Linked DNA regions of Arachis hypogaea: region 1 is linked to region 2. The links are chromatin contacts, called in public Hi-C maps. All regions are on one chromosome and are shown on one strand. The core of a region is the stretch at or near the end of the contact, and the rest is flanking DNA. Distances in the headings are between cores, read along the strand shown. Region 1 holds the start of LOC112720381 (imidazoleglycerol-phosphate dehydratase, chloroplastic). Region 2 holds the start of LOC112720369 (putative pentatricopeptide repeat-containing protein At5g43820).

Region 1 (6,039 bases), core at 672-3,171, 290 kb before region 2:
TATATACTGTTGCCATCAATGATTTCGACGGCATTGTGCAAGGAAAAGATGAAGAAAAATATCATATAATGAAGCATGTTACAGTTTCTAGGAACAGACCAAAAAAAATGAAAACACAGTTCATATAGCTGGTGTTTGCAGTACCGTTCCAATAGCAAGAGCAACATCTTCGTTAGTGTGATGATCATCAATATGTGTGTCACCTGTAGCCTTGACATGTACATCGAACAGCCCATGTGAAGCAAGTTGCTGAAAATACACAAGTCATAGTCATGTTTAGTTTCTGTGACTCATCTTTAGCAGCCATGATTTTTATTTCCAAGTTAGAAGGAAGCAAACTTTTTATGGACAAAATCAACTATGAAATTTAGAACAAAACTTCATCAACAGTTCTTGAAGTTGTTAGCTACCAAGAAGTGTGCTTGACCAGTAATTGAAATTTCAAATTACATTCTACCAATGAAGCAAACATAAATTTAAACTACTAACATCAAGCATATGATCAAGGAAGGGAATTCCAGTACTACTATCAGCAACTCCACAACCATCCAGGTTTATTTTGACCGAGACATTAGTCTCCTTAGTGACCCTTTTCACCTCACCTATTCTAGCACCTGAAAATGATGAATTAAGACATTCAAATTCAATGAAAAGCCACTACTTGATGAGAGAAAAAGCAAAAAGGAAGAAAGCTTGAGATTTTGCGTTGACCTGAGTCAACTGGCAAAGCTGATGTAGCTGGAGAGTTGTTGTCTCTCACCAAAGCAGCACAAGAAAGGTTTATGGGAGGATCCATTCGGGTGAGACAGCGGTGATTCAGTGAAAAGATTGAAGCTTTGGAATGTAGGGATGTTGGGTTCAGCGTCCTCTGAAAATACCTAACCCTAGATTTGAGAAGCAGGGATGAAGGGCATTTTGGAAGACACGGAGGTGCAAACAGCTCCATTCAGATTTCAGTAACGAATTTCACCGACACATTCAACTTTCAGCCACAACTTCAACTTTCAGCAACAAAATCAGAGTGCAGTGATGAATTACGTCAACCAAATTGAATCAGAAAGAATAGGGGAATTTGTTGGAACTCACCAAATCGGGTTGCGCAAAGGAAGCTGGGAAGCTGACAGCGTGGCTCGAGGCAACAAGACGACAACAAAGACCAGCCCACAAGGACCTGCTGCCTCTGCTGCCGACGACGAGGAGCGCAGGGAACAATCAAAAATCAACAAAATCATTCATAATCAGCAAATAATTCATAAACCAATTCAACACTCAACAAAATCACTGCATATTCATAGCGCAACTCATAAACTAATTCAACAATAAAATTAACAACAACATTTCAAGTTCAACCTCTGCCATATTCTAATCAGATTCATAAATGAAACAACAATAAAATTAACAGAAATCACATCAATGAATCAACTATGAAAAATTAATATAGAATATTATAATAACTGAAACAAAAAAGCTTACATGTTGACTGTTGTTGCAGCGGCAGAATCGAGCAGTGCAGTGCAGGCACCAACACCCTCGGAAGAAAGGCGAGGGAGGGACGGAAGCGCGGCACGGCGAGACGCGAGCACTCACCAGGAAGCACAGCTGCAGGAAGAGAGGCAAGACGCGAGCAGTGGAGCACACCAGGCGTTGGGTGCAGTGATGGGGGACGAGCAGAATACGAGACAGAGGGAGCAAGACCTCTGGCGACGAGCACGCGAGGGACAACGAGCGGAGGAGACGCGAGCTTGCGGTGGATCCGGCGAGAGCACACGATGCGGTGAATTCGGCGAGAGGCGCGGCGACGAAGGCGAGCGGCGATGGCGGTGAACCGAGGTGAGAGTGAGAGAGCTGGGGGAGGGGGCGACGCTGTCCCTCTGTGGGGAGTGAGAGTGAGAGGGAGAGTGAGAGAGATGGGGGTGGGGTGGGTTACTGAACTAGGCCTAGGTTTTTTTTCTAAATTCTGAAGCGGTTCGGGTTCCCAAAACCGGCCGGTTCGACGGGTTTTACTAGAACAGACTTGGTCAAACTGGTTTTTACAGATTTTTTTTATTCGGTCCTTTGATCTACCCGGATTGATTTTGTGCTGGGTCACCAGTTTTCCGGTCCGACTGGCCGGATTTGTCTGATTCTCACAACTTTGGGTGTGTTTAGTTTTGTGTTAGAAGGAAGAGGAGCACGTTTGAGTGCATTAAATGCTTTCACTTTTTATTTCGATGCTTTGTTTTCTTTAAACGCCAACCTAAGTACTTAACGTGCGTTTATAAGAAGTTAGAAATTGTAGCTTATGCGTTTAGATAATCACATTAGGATTGAATTTATTTTATTTTATCAATTCTTTTACTTTTTTTTTTGTAATTCTTTCAAATATTTTAAATATATAATTATAATTTTTATTAAATTTTTATTTTTGATTTTATATAAAAAATATTTTAGTTTGACTTTGTTAAAATTTGTAAATGTAATTTTTGTATATTAATTTATTATTATAATTTTATTATAATATAAATTATTGATTCCATTAAAAAGAATAAAATAAATAAAAAACTAATTATAATTAAGAATAAAGTTATGAATAATTAAAATTTATAGTTTAAAATAATATTAAATAAAAAAATACTGAAAATATTAAAAAAATTATAAGTAATATAATTTAATAAAGTAAATTTTGATATATTTTTTATATATTATTTTTGTTTTTGATATAAAAATATATTTTATCAATTTTTATATATTATTTTTATTTTAGTAAGTAAATATTAATTTTATTATAAAATTAATTAATAATATTTATTTAAATATCTAAATTAAAATGATAGAATAATATAAAAAATTTATTTAATTTGATATTTATTTAGTAATTTTTTATTTAAAAGTAATTTTGAATAGTGTAATTTAAATAATATTTATTTTATTATAATCCATTTTAATAAAAAGATTACCAAATGTAAACCAACAGAACCACCGCACAGAACCCTTACCCCGACTAACCTCAGCTTCCACGCGTCACGTCCTTACCATAACACCACATGAAAGCATGCATGCAATGCTGACAAGTACGATCAGTACCATAAAATCTCCTTTTCAATATTTATTCACTGAGTTGCTCTATTTGCAAGTGGATTTCTAGTTGTCCACTTGTCATCATTAAGTATATTATCAATTAATTATGCTTTAAACAATTTACATTAAGATAAGAATTCTACTAAATAACGTCCTTAATAATTTATGGAATTTTTCTTTAAAAAAGGAATAAAAATTTCTAATTCATTAAAAATTTAAAAATATTCAGATCATTCCATACAAACATAGATTAGGAAAAGCCTTAAATGACAAATCTATCTATGTCATTATAGTATTTTAAAACTTTTCTAATCTCTTGTTTTTTTCTATTAAAAAGTTAAAACCAGACACAGATAAATGAAAAAGAAAAAGACAGGGAAAGTCATGGAATCCTATTTGTGAATCTATCAATAAACATTGTGCGTCCATTCCACAGAATTGGCACTTGCAGGCTGCAGCTGCAGCATTTTTCATTTCAAAATTCCAACAGACAACTCTTGAGCAACAAAATGTACATAAAAGCTCTCAAAATGACGAAGAAGTTTCTGACATTAGTTACAGAAAGAAAAAAGAACAAAATGTAGACAAGCTGATAATTGTTGATACAATGGATGAATTTATTTGATCTGTCCCTTGAAATCAATAGAAAACTGATTGCTTACAAGGCATTGAATCTTTTGAAGAAAACATCAGCAGTACCAGAACTAGCACCAGATGCACTTAGGCCAGTTTCATCCAAACACATTTCACGTGATGCAATGTCTTTATCCAAATTCTTTTCTCCCTCCAATACAATTTCATCCTTCAAATCAGATTTTACTTGCAAAGAACTCTCATCAGCATGATTGGGAACAGAACCAGAGACATCCACGACTTCATTTTTCTCCTTGGTAATTTTATCCACCTTCAAGAACCTCATCACAGGCATCATTCATATCAACCTCTTTAGAAGACCAACCATTATCTCCCACTTGAGATTAACGTCATCAGTATGCATGTGACATTTCCCATCAGAAACAGCTTGTGCCAGATTTTTTGCAGAATCAGGGTCCGAACATACATTCACCCAATGCAAAGCAGTAAGAGATTTGGTGCTGTCGACCAAAATGTGATTATCCTGTTCTTGAGAAGCATCACTGGAGTCATCATTCATCTCATTGTCAGGATTTGAATTTAGCATCATCGCTTCATTGAGGATCTTCCAGAGCTAAGGAATTCATATCCAACTTACAAGCCATATTAGGCTTAATAACAAATTCATCCCTAGTTTCCATTTTCTCAACATCAGATGGAAACAAAAAAAGTGAAACATGGGTACCATCAACTAGAAGTAATTAGCTGAAATTAGAGTTTAAAAAATGATATAGAAATAGAATATGAAAAATCGTATAAAAAAAAGTATTTCTCTTTCACATAGAAAAAAAAAATACATTAGATATAAAAAAATTAAGTAAACAAAAATAAAAATTTATAAAAAATAATAAAAATTCTGTATAATGAAATAACATAAATTTATTCTTTCTATGATGAGAATTCAGTTAAATTTTTTTATATAGCAAGACACTGTATAAATTTTATATATAACAAATTTTAATACATAATTAAATTTGTATAATTTAGTCCATTTAATTTTGGAGACCATTTTAATAAAGACACAAAAAATATTTTTTTTTAAAGATATGTACACATGTCATAATATGATTGAATATCTTTATTAAATCGATTAATAATTTATTTTTTAATAAACCAGAATAAAATCAATTTATTATAGCAAAAATAATAAATCTAATTGTTCGTATTATAATTATTAGATCTGATTTTTTTCGATCGATTTACACCATTTAAATCAAATTATATTTAAATTTTTTAATAAAAAAACAAATATATCTTTAAATTTTTATTTTGCAAATATTTAAATCCCTAATAATTTAAAAATACAATTAAGTTCTTAAAAAAAATCTAACCCTAATCCCTTATCGCTGTCCAAGCTCAAATCCAAGCTTAATCTCTCACTAATCTATCAAATTGACCGAAAAATTAACAAATCTAGCCCTAGCGTCTCCTTCCTCTCCCTTTTCTCACTGAAGCTCGAGCTCTCATTTCTTTGTTCACCGGCTCAATCTTAAGCTCACCAGAGATTGCCGCTGGAAGGCTTTTCCAGCAAAGAAACCATTCGACAACGATAGAGAAGATCTCCGGCAACGATTCTTCCTCTCTCGTCCTTGCTTGTATGATTGTCGACAATGAAGAAATCGATTAGTGAGTACCTATTAACTTCTTCTCTCATTTTCTTCTGCTCCTTTCACTTCCTCTCTTAAATTCCATGATTTTTCATTTTCTTTTTGGTTAAATTATGATTATGATGGCTCTGTAATCTAGAACGATGAATAATTTCGGATTATGATACCAGGTTTTTTGTTTCAAGCACTTGCTCAAGTGTTTCATCAAAATAAAGAGGCCCCTGTTCCTCAAACAAGATTTTTAGTTTTTGAAACCTTTTCCCAATGCCCCATCCTTTTGTTTTTCAATTTATAATTGACTGGCTTTTGTTAGTCCTTTTTTTACTTATCAAGGTTTGAGATTTGAGTGAACTGAAAACACAGTCTCTAGAATTTGACTTCTTCTTTGGCCTCCAATTTTTACTGGTGAGATTTAACTATAGTGAATGCATGATTGTTGAGTTGCGATAGATATGAACAAAGCCAGTGACTTTTATTTATAATTAGAAGTAATACACCTTAGCATACATGTATCTATTTCTTCTATTGTGGTGGTTGTTCATTGTGATTGGATTGGACAATTGGAGTTGAAAGTATAGTTATTGAAGTTGTGGGGATAATTTAAGAATGATGAGCCGAGTATGGATCTGAATTTCTTATTTTAGTTTCGCAATTTTACTGTTCAAACATCTAAAGGTTAGTTTCATTGGTATAGCATTACTGAATGATCTTGAGAAAAAGTTTATATGACAATATATTTCTC
Region 2 (5,657 bases), core at 106-2,605:
TCTGAATAGCTACTCTTATTCCCATTCCTCCCAGCAACCACTAATGTTGAGCATTCAGGACTTGGCAACAGCATTGAAAGGGAATATGACAGTAACATTTTCTTGCAAATAAGGGAATCATACGCCACAAAAATCCCCATAATGATAATGGAAAAATCACCTTCAAGATATGAGAAGAATCCCCCTTGCTGGACCAGTTTAGTAGTGATCAAGAATATATCACTTCATTAAATAATGGTATTAGTTACTAATACAATCTGTTAAAACTTTTTGGTAAAGGAACCCATCAAATCCTACAAAGGAATCAAGCTGAATCTCTTCTACAATAGCTTTCTACAGGCAGGGACAAAAATAACAAATTTGAAAGGTGAAGGGGTTTCTGGTCGGGAGGGTTGAGGAGGAGGGGACTAAAAATTAACAGAAAGAAAACATATAATAATTAACCACCTGAAACAGACTTACATATTATCAAAAGACACATCAGACATGAACAATTCTCAGCAACAAAATTCCAAGCAGTGAACAAAAAGAAACCCAACATGCAATATCCTTCTCTGATTTACCAGACAAAAACAGAAAAATAGAAAAACAAAGAAATCCACCTACTGACCGAGAATAGCAGAACAGAAAAACAGCAGAACCAGGGCTAATCAATAAGAAATAATCACTCAATAAAAAATTAAAACCACACAACATTCAAATTTTCAATAATCATTGGATGATTTTTGAGCAAAGAACGAAGAACAAAGAATGAAAAAAAATGAAGTCATTATTACCTTCGTTCTAAGCAGTCTGAGCAGAAGGGCAGAAGCGCGATCGAGACGGAGACCAGGCGATGAGCACAACGACGAACGGCGGCAAAAGCGTGGCTGAGCAAAGGAAGAGAAGACGGCGGCCGGCGAATTCGAGGAAGAAGTTGCGCTTGGTGAATGAGGAAAGGGGTTGGAGACTCGGGCTCGACGCCCAGACGAAGACGGTGGTGTTGAGCGCGACGGATGCCGGCAGAAGAGCAGCGGTGGGGGAGCAGAAACACGCACAGTTCGAGCACTCACTGGCGGAGGAAGGCGCGAGCAGACGAGCAAGAGGAGAGAGGCGAGATGCGAGCACACGACGCGGAGGATCCGGCGAGAGGCCCAAGAGCACGAAGACGGAAGTTCTTGAGTGCGACGGACGGCGGCAGCAATCTCTCACTCCGACAGACGGCGACAACTATTGGTGGTGGCTAGGGTTTGATTTCTTTGGTGGAGGCTTGGGCAGTTTGCTCTTTGCTGAAGGGAGGAGTTGGAGAGAAGGGGGGGGGGGGGGGGGATAACGCGTGCAACCCCTTTTTCCCTTTCAATGAAGGAAACGACGTCGTTTTCTTTAAACCGGCCGGGTTCCAATTCTATCTGACCGGTCAGTTACCGACCAATTTAGCAGTTTTTGAGCGGTTTATGATTCGACGGTTTTACACATTGGACCGGACCAATTTTTATCGGTTTTGGTTGAACCGGTTTAACTGGTCGGTCCAATTCGATTTTCAGAACATTGGATAAAATAGATCACTGAACAAAGAAATTTAAAAGATTAAACTAATTCATCTTGTTAATAGATCAAGTCATCAAAAATCAATTAGTCAGAAAAGACATCACATAGAGCAGATAGCTAAAAGGTTGCAGCTTGGAGAAACATTACATAACAACGGCGACGATGGAGAGAAACACGTAACAGAAGCCAAAGTGAAGATATGGGAGTAACACTGGAGAAAGAAGTGGCCGCTGTTCTGATGATTGAGAGAGAGGCTCAAATGGGGATAGGGAGGGACTTTGGGAGTAGTGGGAATTGGTAGGTAAGTGAATAGAGAATGGGGTGCAGTAGTGGATAATATAAACACAAACAAGAATAAGATGGCAGAGGCATAGTTGTCAGAACCAATTCGATAATCGAACCAGTCATGCTACTGGTCATTGGATTGGTGAGTCGTTCTGAAAACCATACCGGTCATCAAACCGTTCTAGGACTAGTTTACTGGTTTATTAGTCTAACCGGTTCAATCGTAATTCAATAGGAATAACCGTTTTATAATAAAATAATAAATAAAATATAAATAAACACACTAAGATTAACAAAATTTTCAAACATAATTTTAACAAGATCAGCACAATAATTAACATGCTTTAACAAAAATTAACAGAGTTTTCAAACCAATTTTAACATCAGCATAATGATTAACAGAAAAAAAAGGCACTGAATGAGCACTGTCAACTCTCCAATTGCTTTGTTTCTAACGATAGTTCCGGAATAACCTTCTTTCCTTCCCAACAGCTTCAAAGTAATCTCTAGCTCATCCCACAATAAGTTATATCTATTAGAAATGATCAAACTACATTCATTTTGTCTGCAAAAATAGTTTTAAGCATATCTTACGTCTGAACATGGAAAGCTTCATTGCAAGAATTCAAGTCAGTGTGCATGTCCACGGATAGCAAATCAATATAAACATTATAATGCATGCTATAAGTTATACTTGCACGGGTCGAAAATTTTTATTTACAACATAAACTCAACTTTTTTTAATTTTTTTTGGATTATTACTTTTTACATTAGTAAAAATCTTTATGTCTTAAAATAGATATCAAACAAATACAATCGAACTAAAACAATAATAGTAGAATTTTCTAAATACATATTTTGCTTCCCTCTAATAAAGAGGTCATCATCATTAACAGCACCCTAATCCAAATCCATTATCAATAATATTAGATTTGCATATCAACAAAGAACACTCAGTTATTAGACCCACGGTGTCTCTTCTGAACGATAGTCGAATATAGAATTTAGGGCATATCGAACAAAACGAACCCCAAATGCAGAAGACAATAGGAATTAGAGAAAAATAAGATCTATATGGGTATATGAAAAATATACTAAACAAATAATTCTGTTAAATAATCCACTTACCAAATTATATTTTTTTAAAAACTTCCTTATAAACAACATTATTAGATGTGGAGTTCCAATAGTTATCATCTTCATTAGACAATAATATCTTTAATCCTGATCTTGTTGTCACTCTAGATATCGCAACATAAAAAATTGGTTGTCGAAGATAAATACCAACCAAAGATAAAGTTTGCCCTTAATTCCTATTAATAGTCATCGCAAAACAAAGACTAATTGAAAACTGTCTGCGCTGAAATTTAAAAGGAATACCAAGATCACTGGGCACTAAATTCATCCAAGGAATAAAAACCTTGTCATCAATGTTACTTCCAGACACAACTTCAGCACCAATAATATTATCTCCAAGATCTTGAACAATAAGTCGAGTTCTATTACACAATCCATTTGCCTGATCTATGTTCCTTAGCAAAATAATAGGAGCACCTTTCTTCAATTTAAGAACATGATTTGGTATCCCTAAACATGTAATCTAATTCAAAAACTCAGTTGTCAACCAATCAGTTTCAATCACATCTTGACAATCACTTTTACAAATAGAGTCAAAACTCAAATAAACCTTTACTAACCCAGGAAGAGTATCAACAACAAAATCATTTATCTGCGACACAATATCAACAGTAGGAGCAAGTATAGCACGTTCTTGAAAATACAAAGCATTACCATAGTTATCATCAATATCTGAATATATAGCTGAAACAATATCCTGAATAGGATTGTCAGTCGAAGGAATAAGTAAATCACTTGGAATATCAACAATAATTTCATCCTCCTTTTGAACCCCACAAGAACCTTCACCAATCTTTAAAATCCAATTAGAAAATTCTTTTACTTCATCCAAATTTGACACCAAGGAGTTTTTTTTATAACCGAAGATTTTTTGTCAACCACATTACCTTACAATGTTTCCAAAGAATTGACGAATTAATTGAAGTCATAACTATTTCAGCATGAGTTCGTTTAGGAATAACTGGTAACACTTGTCTAAAATCACCACCAAGCACAATAACTTTCCCACCGAAGGGAATATCACGAGCCGAAGGCACATTCAAACTCATTAAATCACGAAAAGTTCTATCAAGGGCTTCAAGTGCCAACTTATTCGTCATGGGTGCCTCATCCCATATTATTAGAGAAGCACGACGGATGAGTTCTTCTCATTGACTATCTTTCTTAATATTGAACATAGATTCCTCATTCAACTCGATTGGGATGCAAAACAATGAGTGTGCAGTCCTCCCACCAGGTAGCAATAAAGATGCAATACCACTAGAAGTAACATTTAAAACAATTCTCTTTTCTGAACGAAGAAGAGAAGACAACAATTTCCACAAAAAAGTTTTTTCAGTACCACCAAATCCATAAACAAAAAAGAACCCAGCTCTTTTATTTGTAACCGTGTAAATTATTTTCTGGTAAATGAGTTTTTGTTCATCTGTCAATTTATTCAAATTTATAGCATGTTCTTCTCGAAGTTGATGTACATCATAACCCAACTCATTCATAATCATAGAACTTGAAAAATGAGAAACCAAATCTTGATTAGGAAAAGGCATTTGGGAAAAATCTTTAAAGCTTTTGTCGTTCATTTGCAATAATTTTTCAACTTCAATCACACAAAGAATCTCAAGTTCTTCTTCTGTGATCATGAGCTCTAAGAAATAAGTGAAAAAAAGAACACATAGATTACAAATACACTACAAGAAAAACACTCATTCAGATACACTTAAAAAGTGTAGCCAAAAATGAAAAAAAAATGATGCCTTAGGCAAAGGCTACGATTTTTAGTCTTTGGAGACGCTTTTGTAAAGGATGCCTATACCAGTGTTGCCTATTCTCAAAGGCTACGCTTTTCTGGCTAAGCTTCTGGCCTTTAAGAATAGGGTGTGATTTTTAAGTGATGTTGTTCAGGACCAAAGGCTACGCTTTTCAGCACTAATGGTTACCAGAATTCAAAAGAATAGGCTACACTTTTCAAGACTACTGCATCACTTTATAAACGTAACAAATAATATATCTATAGCTACTTTATATAAATGTAGCATTTTATCCCTCATTTTTTTTAAATTTTTGTTTATATTTTTTTGTTTATATATATATATATAAACAAAAATTTCTAATAATCTTTTTATCTAAAACCTAATATTTGGGAATATAATTATATATATAATCTTGTATTTTTAATTAAATTAGTTAATTATTATAAAATAAAAATAAATACATAATAATACAATACAATAATCTTTAAATAATAAAAATTATCCTTATATAATGAACCAAAAATATTAGGATGATCATAATTTTGAGTATTTATACATTTCACACTAAAATAAGCATACTCATATCAAAATATGCATGAGACCACTTAGAGATTACCACTAAAAAACTAGGAAAAACCAAAATATTATATCATACAAAATCCATCTTTCACCCCTCTTTGGTTGCACCTCCAAAGAGTTTCAGAGTCTTGAGATATGTGTTTTTGAAGTTGCTGTTCCAGAATTCGGTAACCTTAATATTCTCTTCCTCAACTTGCTTCGTGAGATCCTCTAGACTCAGTTGTCGACTTAAAGCATATGAGACGGCACTTTTCACAACACCTTTAAGTTCTGCACCACTGTAGTTTTTTGTTCTAGCAGCTGCAAAAGATAAGGCAAACCCAGAGTAAACATTTGCTGACCTTCATAATTGAATAAGTGTGATGCTGATAATTTTAT

Evidence for each region. A called contact is a pair of places that touch in the nucleus more often than the background predicts.
Region 1: a contact with region 2 is called in a Hi-C map of leaf, with 2.4 times the contacts expected there. The contact joins the promoter of LOC112720381 here to the promoter of LOC112720369 in region 2. A contact is called at or near these places in 2 of 8 Hi-C or Micro-C datasets (both in leaf).

The regions. Positions count from the first base shown.
Region 1 is chr11:15,401,222-15,407,260 of arahy.Tifrunner.gnm2.J5K5, reverse strand. LOC112720381 (imidazoleglycerol-phosphate dehydratase, chloroplastic) reads right to left here and starts at 1,921. Exons shown (of 10, transcript XM_025771310.3): 1 at 1,474-1,921; 2 at 1,087-1,183; 3 at 712-995; 4 at 490-614; 5 at 145-249. The coding sequence starts at 946.
Region 2 is chr11:15,112,980-15,118,636 of arahy.Tifrunner.gnm2.J5K5, reverse strand. It overlaps LOC112720369 (putative pentatricopeptide repeat-containing protein At5g43820), which reads right to left and starts at 1,355. Exons shown (of 3, transcript XM_025771290.3): 1 at 777-1,355. LOC112720368 (vesicle-fusing ATPase) reads right to left here. Exons shown (of 6, transcript XM_025771286.3): 6 at 5,184-5,579. The coding sequence ends at 5,368.